Regions from separate parts of the Danio rerio genome. Here all the other regions are linked to region 3. Evidence: chromatin contacts called from public Hi-C and HiCAR-type data. All regions are on one chromosome and are shown on one strand. Each heading gives the region's core, a stretch centred on a gene start, on an enhancer-like site or on the middle of the called end of the contact. The rest is flanking DNA. Distances are from core to core; before and after follow the strand shown.

The links. Hi-C and Micro-C count contacts between places; a contact is called where the count stands out from the background. HiCAR-type assays count read pairs that join an accessible place to other places.
Region 1: a contact with region 3 is called in a Hi-C map of embryo, with 3 times the contacts expected there. The contact joins two enhancer-like sites. A contact is called at or near these places in 4 of 18 Hi-C or Micro-C datasets (caudal fin, embryo, hematopoietic stem cells and 1 more) and 1 of 4 datasets of contacts at active chromatin or transcription factors (caudal fin).
Region 2: a contact with region 3 is called in a HiCAR-type map of caudal fin, with 4 times the contacts expected there. The contact joins two enhancer-like sites. A contact is called at or near these places in 9 of 18 Hi-C or Micro-C datasets (caudal fin, embryo, fibroblasts and 2 more) and 1 of 4 datasets of contacts at active chromatin or transcription factors (caudal fin).

What each region holds. Positions count from the first base shown.
Region 1 is chr5:16,646,471-16,649,751 of GRCz12tu, forward strand. All of the region lies in intron 2 of LOC141385780 (a long non-coding RNA gene), which reads left to right. Among named protein-coding and RNA genes, the nearest start is that of xbp1, 38 kb to the right of the region's middle. Within about 2 kb of position 1,506, at least 7 of the 62 cell types and tissues checked have an H3K27ac peak or open chromatin away from gene starts, as enhancers often do.
Region 2 is chr5:16,705,508-16,708,938 of GRCz12tu, forward strand. No RefSeq gene overlaps it. Among named protein-coding and RNA genes, the nearest start is that of xbp1, 21 kb to the left of the region's middle. Within about 2 kb of position 1,819, at least 9 of the 62 cell types and tissues checked have an H3K27ac peak or open chromatin away from gene starts, as enhancers often do. A contact at or near this core is called in caudal fin, where this site is marked.
Region 3 is chr5:16,851,632-16,855,100 of GRCz12tu, forward strand. All of the region lies in intron 2 of znrf3 (zinc and ring finger 3), which reads left to right. Among named protein-coding and RNA genes, the nearest start is that of coq5, 24 kb to the right of the region's middle. Within about 2 kb of position 2,095, at least 14 of the 62 cell types and tissues checked have an H3K27ac peak or open chromatin away from gene starts, as enhancers often do. A contact at or near this core is called in caudal fin, where this site is marked.

The sequences.
Region 1 (3,281 bases), core at 256-2,755, 210 kb before region 3:
GTTTAAAACATTTTTAAAATAGAGCATGTCTGTATTAAAGAGTAAAATCCGTATGTAATTCTTGGTGTCAGTAGACACTAATGTGTGTATAGGTGCGTCCCAAATCCCATACTTATGCTCTACTCTATGCCATTTTGTAGCATAAATATTTGAGTGCGTTCACACTGAAAACTCTAAAAAGAATAAGTGCACATTAATTACCCAGATGATGCACTAATTCAACTAAAATGAATTGTGAGATGTTGGACACTTCACGTTTCCCAGAGATGGGTTGCAGCTGGAAGGGCATCTGCTGTGTAAAACATATGCTGGATAAGTTGGCGGTTCATTCTGCTGTGGCGACCCCAGATTAATAAAAGAAAATGAATGAATAAATGGACACTTCACTCACTCAACAGCCACTGCACTGCTCACGTAGAGGAAAGGGCAGAGCTATTGGGCGCATGTTAGATTACTTTATTTATTTTGGATTGTGAGAGCAAAATTCTCCTACGTGAGGGATTATATCGCCTCCCAATGGTGTATGCGGTTATTCTCACGGCAGGTATTTTTTGGTAGTTTAGTAATTTATTTCACACACACACAAAAAAATAAAAAATAAATAAAAAAACGGAAGCGGTTTGAATTTCTGCTTAGTAAAATAACCTTAGTGTTCCTTTTGGGATGACACTACTTACATGGACTATGCTAACAGTGTATAAGTACATAGTGCATAAGTGCATCATAGTGTGCCATTTAGGGTCCAGCTTATGTGTGTACTGCAAACGTGTGACACTCATCATTTCAGAAAGGTTTGAATAAACTCCACCACAAATACATCAAATAAACTTACTTGGTATTTTTGAATAATGAGCTGTGTTTCTGTCTCTATCACTGACTGCTGTTTATCTGACGTAACGCATGACGAGAATCACACGCACATGGAAATGGTGGGCGGGGAGAAGCAGCTCATTTGCATTTAAAGCCACAGGCTACAAAAACAGCTACAATGTACTCAGACACCAAAATGGGCAGTTTCTGGAGGCTATAATAATTTATCTGCTGGAAATTTTGAGCTGAAACTTTGCAAACACATTCTGGAGACTCTTAAGGCTTATCTTACATCTTGTAAAAGTGGTAAAGTAGGTGCCATTTAAGCTGTTTATGAAATGCACATCTTTGATACAAATTTTTATTTTAAAAAAATTACCAAAAAAAAAAAAAAAATATGTCGTCACATTAGCTTTATGTTTCAAATAAATGCTTTTCTGAAAATGCAGAATATTAGACAGCACAACTAAGTTCAACATTGATGATAATAATAAGAAATTTTCCAGAATCTGTTTAACGTTAAATTATTTCCGAACGATCGTGTGACACCAACGACTTCGTAATGATGCTAAAATCATTTTTTTGTTATGCTGTTTCCAGTAATTATCCATTATTGTTTATTTTTAACATTAATGTATCTGCGCTTCAGACCCTATCTGCTCCTGTGTTTCTGGACTCATCCTGGGCCTAATGCACCCTACAGGTGTCCTGCATTATAGCCTGAAGATAATTAGCTAAAATTCTCCCAGACCCCACGGAGTAGATCAAAGAGAGGTATTGATTCCCGATGCAAGCTCGGGAGCTCGGCGATACTGCCTTTGTTTTCGCACAGTCATTACTGTTTACTTCATTCCATGTAAAAGGAATCAAAAGGCCTAATAAAGCCTCTTTCGGTCGTGCCAATTAATCGAGCGAGACTTAATCCAAAAGATTTGAGGGTAAAATCCTAGAGCTGGACTGTGAAGATATGCCTCTTTACTGGAGTTTTATTGTCAGCGGTTTAATTGGTTTTTGGATATAGAAAAAACCCTGCTGTATGAAAATGTATTTGCGAATAATCGTTGATGGGAAGAATCGGCGCGAACGCTCATTATTTATTATGTAAGCATACACAGACATGATTAATCTCCCAATTTAATAAGTCTATATATTATTAATAGATAATAAATCCGGATGACTGAAAATGACATCGTTATAGTTTGTATTTATGAGGCATGAAAGCAGCCAATTTATTCAAGAGTTATGTCTCTCTCCCAACAGCATCCCTGGTTTACTTGATGTAATGAAAACTTCATTTTTACTCAAGATTTATGTGTTTTGTCTCGGTTAATGAAGTGTTGTATTTGAGGTGGATGATATATTTATGGTGATAAATGTGTCTGAGTGGTTATTAGATGAATATGAGATCGAATGGTAATTTCTGTCATCTTGTGTTTACATACTAACGACGCGGGCGAAAGTTTAGTGTGTGGATTGTCCAGCAGGGGGCGCGCTAGGATCATTTACAAATTTTGGAAGGAAATCGCCTGTTTATGTATTTAAAACTCTTATGACTGCTGGAATATTGTTATGACTCTCATATTTGTGTTATAAATTGGGATTTATATGTGTTTCAGATCTACAGAGGGTTCTTGAAGAAGCTTAGCTCGGGTTTTGTTAAACCCCTCAGCTCTGCACCAGACAGGTGAATAGCATTAGCACAGGGAAAGTGGGTAAAACTTTATTTCACTGTGTATCTGTTAATAACCAGTATTGGGCGTAAAAACAATATATTACGATCCAAAGACACTTTCTTAAAGTAGCCCAACTAAATGTGTTAGGCTACATATAGCCTACTTTTTAAGCAATGTGATAGCATTTGAAACACATTTTTTAGGATAGACTTAAACATGTAGCCTACCCTTTTTTTACACAAAACTGATAAGAACTAATATTAGTAATCAGTGTTGGGGGTAACACATTACAATATTTCTTTCCAAAGTAACGCATTACTTTAAAAAAATCAAGTAACAATATTTGAGTTACTTTTTTAAAAATCTTACTCAAGTTACTTTTCAGATTAATTAATACACTTTTAAAATGTTATTTGCTAAATTAAAAATAGCGTAATCACGCTGAATCACACGCAGGGAAAGAATGAGCTTCCCGTGGGAAAAAACAGAAACCCAAGATGGCAGAGCCTTGCATTTCTGGAAGTATTCTCATTATTTTGAACACATGGAAGAAAAGAGGATTGTCTTAATGGACTTATTGGACTTGTTATTTTACTGAAATAATTAGACAAAAATACACAAACTTGTAAAACACACTGCTTTCAACTTTTTAATTAATCCATATACAGCATAGCGTCAGGAAGTTCTCAAAAGGCAACATTGTTCTAATATTTTCATAAATAAGTGTTTTTTTTAAGGTAAATGAAGGTGTAGGTTATACAGTGTGTTGTTAAGTCCAGAGCTCCTTTATTTAAAAAA
Region 2 (3,431 bases), core at 569-3,068, 150 kb before region 3:
AATATTTATGAGACATGCGTTTAAAAATACTTTTTTGTACACGAAAGCCAAAATTGTAATGTAAAAATAATCTTTATATAATAATATTATAATAATAATATACTTGATCTGCACGGGGGCACAGTGGATAGGACATTCGCCTCACAGCAAGAAGGTCACTTGTTCGAGCCTCGAGGTGCTCCGGTTTCTCCCACAAGTCGGAAGACTGTAGGTAGGCTATAGGTGAATTGGGTAGACTAAATTGTCTGTAATGTATGTGTGTAAATAGGTGTGTATGGATGTTTCCCAGTGATGGGTTGCAGCTGGAAGGGCATCTGCTGCGTAATCCATATGCTGAATGAGTTGGCGGTCCATTCTGCTGTGGTGACCCCAAAATAATAAAGGGACTAAGCCAAAAAGAAAATGAATGCATGAATAATATAATTTAGCAGTTTATTTATTTAAATTTGTTAAAATTCCAAAGGAATTAAACTGTATAAAGCCATGCTTTATTCATCTTTATTTCTATGCTTTACAGTTAGAGTACTTTTGAAATATAAAATTTTTTTTTGATAGTACTACTTAATACATTATACTAATAAATAAGTTTTAATATCCTATGAATTTCTTTCGAAGGCAAAATTAACAAAAAAATCTGTCGTCATTTATTCACTGATTTCAAACCTGTTTAAGCCTTTTTTTATATCAGTGGCTGCTTTTTTACAGCATTCTTCAGAATATATTGTTTTGTATTCAACAGAAGAAATACATTTATATAAACATTTGAACGTGATTAAATGTTGAGAACATTTTCATTTTTGGTAGCACTCTTGCATCCGGATTTGCAGATAAGTCTGCACACCCTCATTACCTACATTGGTCTACTAATACTAGTCCACTTGAATGAGTAAAACGAGTGAGTGAATTCAAGCACTTTGCAATGCACCGGAAGGGATGCTGTTTTGTTTGTGTTTTGTTGTTATCCCTAAGCCAGATTAGATTTTAAACTTTTTGGTCAGACCCTGTGATATTTATTATAGCCTGACCAGCTAAGACCAGGCTGGAAATGGCTGGCAGCCAGCCTGGGAATGGCCAAAACCCCTCTAAAACCAGCCTGGTCGACCAGCTAAAACCACCCAACCATCCTAGGCTGGTTTGAACTGGATTTTTTAGCATTTTAAAATACATTTTTTGTACACGAAAGCCAAAATTGTTATGTAAAAATAATGATTATATAATAATAATATTATAATAATAATATAATTCAGCTGCACGGGGGCACAGTGGGTAGCACATTCGCCTCATCTTGTATGATTCATCTTGTATGATTCTGCTTTTTGGCCGCCATCTTGTGGTCAAATGCGATAATTCATTACGCGCGAAACCTCTCACAGAGCATTTTGGGGGTTTTCTACCTAGCTTTAGTGTACATGGACTGTTCAGTCGTTATTGGAGTGGATTGATTGAGTGAACTTCAGAACGTCAGACTCTAGAATTAACTGGTCCTTCAAATATTACACTATTTGAGGGTATAGGGGGTGATTTTGAATATCTCATGGAGAAAAGAAAATACAAAAGCTATTGAAATGTACATTTGTTTCATTATCACAAACCTTTACACATACTGTACATTATTTTTTAAGCATACAGTTTGTACTACAAAGATCTAAAAATATAATCAACAAATAAGTTTTTTAACTGGAGTGACTTCAAAGAGTTGAGCGTGTGTTTTATTGTGTGGGCTGTGTCTCTAGAGATGCTGGTCAGGGTTGTTAAAACAATGAGCTTCAAAATAAAGTATGCTCAATTCATGGATGAACTTGCCAAGACATCATGTGGTAATGAGCCGAGTTTCCACCCGCTCGCTTCTCAAGTTAAAGGAACAGCGGAGATGAGGGTTAGAGAGGTGAGAGAGGTGGAAGAAGAAATGAAAAGAGGCAGGAACCATAATCATGTCAGCGTCTGTTATGAAGTCATTTCCTGACACGCTGCTAATGTGCTTTAATCTGTGTTGTCTTTAAAAACACTGAATGTGCTCTCTCTTTCTCTCTTTCACATTCAAGCTTGCTTTATTGGCATGACAAATGGCAGCCTGTGTATCGCTTACTTAATTGTGATGTTTACTTAAAATATCATTGGAAAACAAATGACAGTAGTAATAAAGTCATAATAATTAACGGTACATTTAACAATCAACATTTGAGGATAAAACATTCATTCATTTATTCATTTTTCTTATACTTAGTCCCTTATTTATGAGGGTTAGCCACAAAGGAATGAAGCACCAACTATTCCGGCATATGTTTTACACATCGGATACCTTTCTAGCTGCAACCCAGTACTGTTAAACATCATACACTCTCACATTCACACACACTCTCATACACTACGGCAAATTTTATTTACCCAATTCTCTTATTCTGCATGTCTTACAAAATATAAAAACATTATTTTTAGCAATCATTAAAAATTTAATGATTCATTTATAACCATTTAGAATTGTGTGTGTGTCACCTGGGCTGGCGCGTCCATAGAGGCGACCTAGGCGGCCGCCTAGGGCGGCGGTATTGACCTTATTCTAAAATGCGGAAGTGCGCCTGTTTTCGCAATTGTCTTAGAACTTCCGATTCAGTCGCCTATGGGAGAAATGACTAGGATTAGTAAACGGCAGAAAATGGTCAAACTGCTTGCTCTACAAACAAATGTTTGCATGACTATACAGACCAACTAGAATAATGTAATAAGAAAATATCAAATTGCAACATCAAGCAGCGTAACGAGCAGTTTTTAACGTCAAAAAATGAATGGAAGAGAATGAGACCGGAAGTCTCGAGCCAAAAAGATTCAAATGGCAGCGCCCGCTCGACAGCTGAGAATAAGGTGAATAGAGAGGGCGGCATCCGCGACACCTCCCTTACCACCCGCGTCCTCAGTTATGTCCGCGACACCACCCTCACCACCCGCGTCCTCAGATATATTCGCACATAGACGACACCTCCTTCAGCACCTGCGTGCCCTCAGTTATATCTGCGCATAGGGCGGCAGAATAGAGGTCCACGACACCCGCGCGTCCTCGGTTATATCCGCAAATAGGGTGGCAGAATAGAGAGGCATCCGCGACACCTCCCTCCCTCAGCAGCCGCACGTCCTCAGTTATATCCGTGCATAGGGCGGCAGAATAGAGGTCCGCGACACCTCACTTCATTTTCATAACCAGTCACTTTCGTTTTCACATTGGGGTTGAGGGCGGCGTGACCATCCTCTGCCTAGAGCGGCAGTTCAGCTTGCTCCGGCCCTGTGTGTCACTAATACTTTTATTGGTCTCCTCTCTCTTTTTGTGTGAGACATCCATTTTGTGCCAGCTAGCAAAGAGTGCAATGCATGAAAACTTCACTCCTGTGCCCTCTGAAATTGCTCTTGCAACAGACGAGGTCGTGGTCTTTAGCCTCCAT
Region 3 (3,469 bases), core at 845-3,344:
GATTGAGAGCTTCTCGTGTTGAAAAACACTTATGATTTGATAATGAATGCTGGCGTGCATGTTTTTCACAGTGTTCCAGTGTTTTATTTGATTTGGACTTGTAAGTTAGCATTTAGCCAGATCATTTCACCGCAGCAGCAGCAGCAGCATACAAGAAAAAAACACAATCACACCGTTAATGCGCCAACTTCCAGACCAGCTCCAATTAGACATCACAAGACCTCTATAGTAACTTTGGTAGTTGTTATTAGTAATTAATATTAGTTTTTTATTTAAAAATATTATTATATTATCAATTTATATTTTCAATTTAGAGATTTTGTGGCGTTATAAGTGGTTTTTTTAAAATTTGTCTTAAGTTTTGTGTTTATAATATTGGATACAGAAATTCAGTTTTTATTATTTTCATGTGTCTATGTATGTTTTATTGCTGTTATAATAAATTATATTTACTTTAAATATAATAAATATAAATACTTTAAATAAATAAATAAATACTTGTTTATTTTTTAACCACTGTAGCTAATTAATTTTTGTCAGTTTTTTATATTAATGTCTGTCTTATTTTAATTTGTCTATATGAGTTTTATTTCTGTTTTTAGATTTAAACTAAATGAAAATGAGGTTTCAGAGACATGTAAATGTTTTTGTCATTATGTACGTTTTATTTATTATTTTAACACTAGTCATTTTTTTGTTATGTTTTCTTTTTTTACGTCTTATTTACTTAAATTTGTCTATATAGGTTTTTTTAACTAGGCGTCTAAAACGTTTTTTTTTTCTGTTTACTTTAACTATAATAATAATAGTTTATAGTTATAAATAACATTATATATATATATATATATATATATATATATATATATATATATATATATATATATATATATATTTATTTATTTATTTTTTATCATAGTTTAGTTTTTATTTTAGCTATTAGAGTTCTTCGTTTTTACGAATAAATATTCGGCGGATAATCATAGGATTTTGTCATTTTTATCTTGTATATCCTAATCGTTGCCTGAATCAACGATGTCTGTTTTATTTTAATTTTAAGTTTCTTGGAAAAAAAAAAAAAAAAAAAAAAAAATATATATATATATATATATATATATATATATATATATATATATATATATATATATATATATATATATATATATATATATATATAAAGTTTGTTTTGACCCTGCTTTTTTGTTTTAAGCTATATGGAAAATACCGTTTATTTACTCTGTAATTTTGTTTGTTTTATAGTTTATTTTATTTAAGCCATTAGAGGTGTTATTTTTTATTTATTTGTTTTTATGTATGAATGATTAACGCTCGTCAGACGATCGTAAGTCCTTGTAATTTTCACCTTATCTTAATCTCAGACTTCTGTTTTATTTTTATTTGCCTATATAAGTTTTTTTGCTGATTTTGTTCTTAAACTAAATGGAAAATAATGTTTTTTATTTGTATGTTTTCTATTTATTTTGTAATTTTGTTTGTATTATAGTTTTGTTTTTATTTTAGTTTTTGGAATTGTTCTTTTGTTTAATATTAATGATTAGTGCTCATCAGATGATCATAAGATCTTGTGATTTTCATCTCGTGTATGTTCTTTAACTCAGGCTTGTTTTATTTTACTTTGTCCATATAGATATAGACTAAATGGAAAATAACATTTTTGTTCATACATTTTCTATTTACTTTGTAGTTTTGTTTGTATTATAGTTTTGTGTGTTAGTTATTTGAGTTGTTCTTTTTATATATTAATGATTAGCGCTTGTCAGATGATCATAAGCTCTTGTAATTTTCACCTCGTATATCATCTTAATCTCAGCCTAAATCAACTTTCTCTCTTTCAGCAGAGTCTTATAGCTTGAGATAAATCACTTTGACGTAATTGAACAGTGTAATGGCGACTGCGGGTACATGTATTGTTTGTTGAACAGTCACTGGCAGTGTTTCTACCACACAGACTCAGACACACACTAGTACCCACAGTGCCTTGCGTTTGGAGTTTTGCCATGGCTCTGCTGCTCTGATAACAGAGTTATAGTGTGGCTTTGATCTCTTTATTTTGCGTTTTGTTTCGGCTGTTCTTTTCTCTTGTGCTTGAGTGGATCTGGAACAAACCCAGCCATCGGTGTGTCAACAAAATGTGAAGTCGATCATCTATTAATGTCGTAAAACAATGAACATCAGGATGGCAATAAAATGGTGGACATATGAAGCAAGTGCTGGCACAAAGCTTTGAACAGTGGTTGTGTACTGAAGGCTACTTTAACCATTTTAAGGTATAGGTTTAGTTTGTCCTCATACTGACTCAGTGTGAGACGTACAGAAGTGTAAGAGTGACCTCTGTTGGTTGGGGAACATGTTGAATGTGTGATTTATTTTAATTTGATTTTTCCAGTCATTATTTATATTTGCTTTTGCTTTGTAGAACGTGTTGAATGTGTTTTATTTAGTTTAAATCGTATTACAATTGTATTTATTCTTTTTGTTTTTAATGTATTTTATTTGATTTAAATGTATTTTATTTATTTTATTTAAATGTTTATATTTATTTTAAAATGTGTATTTTCAAATTAATTATCAAATATTTACTGTTTTATAGAACATGTCGAATATGTTTTTATTTTAATTAATTAATTTATTTTATTTAAATGTTTTTACATTATTTATTTTAATTGTGTTTTTTTATTTTATAATGCATATATGCATATTTTCAAATACATTTTCAAATAATTATTTACTTTTTGTTTTGTAGAACATGTTGAATGTTTTTTATTTATTTATTAAACTTAAATGTATTTTACATTATTTATTTTATATTAATTTATATTGTTATTTTTAATGCTTATTTTAAAATTATTTATCCAATACTTAAGTTCTTTGATTTAAATTAAAACATTCAACATGTTCTATAAAACATATTACATTTTATATTATTCACATTATATATTATTACAGTAATATTTATTTAAAAATGCATGTTTTCAAATTAAATATCGAATCATTATTTACTTTTTCTGTTTTGTAGAACATATTAAATGTTTTATTTTATTTTAAATGTATTATAAATATTTTTTACATTATTTCTTTTTAATGTATATTGTTTTTATTTTATAAGTTCTAAGTCACTGTCAGTCCAGTTTTCAGAGTTTAAGTTCAGTTTAGTGTCTAGAAAGACTGACATAGTTTATATATAAATACATATTTTAAAATGCCATTCCTCCCTTGATTATGGATTTGTATTTTTATCATTATAATTTATTTTAGAAATATGAATGCATCTTTTTCCTTTCATGCTTTGATTTTGTTTTTCATTTTACAGCATTTTACTGTACAGCGTCCTTGTTACACATTACATGTACTTACTATAGTAAGAACAGCAAATTATGCATAATAACCTGCAATAACCCTAACCTTGTAGTAAGAACATGATGTAATTAAGATTACTTAGTACTTAAAAGTA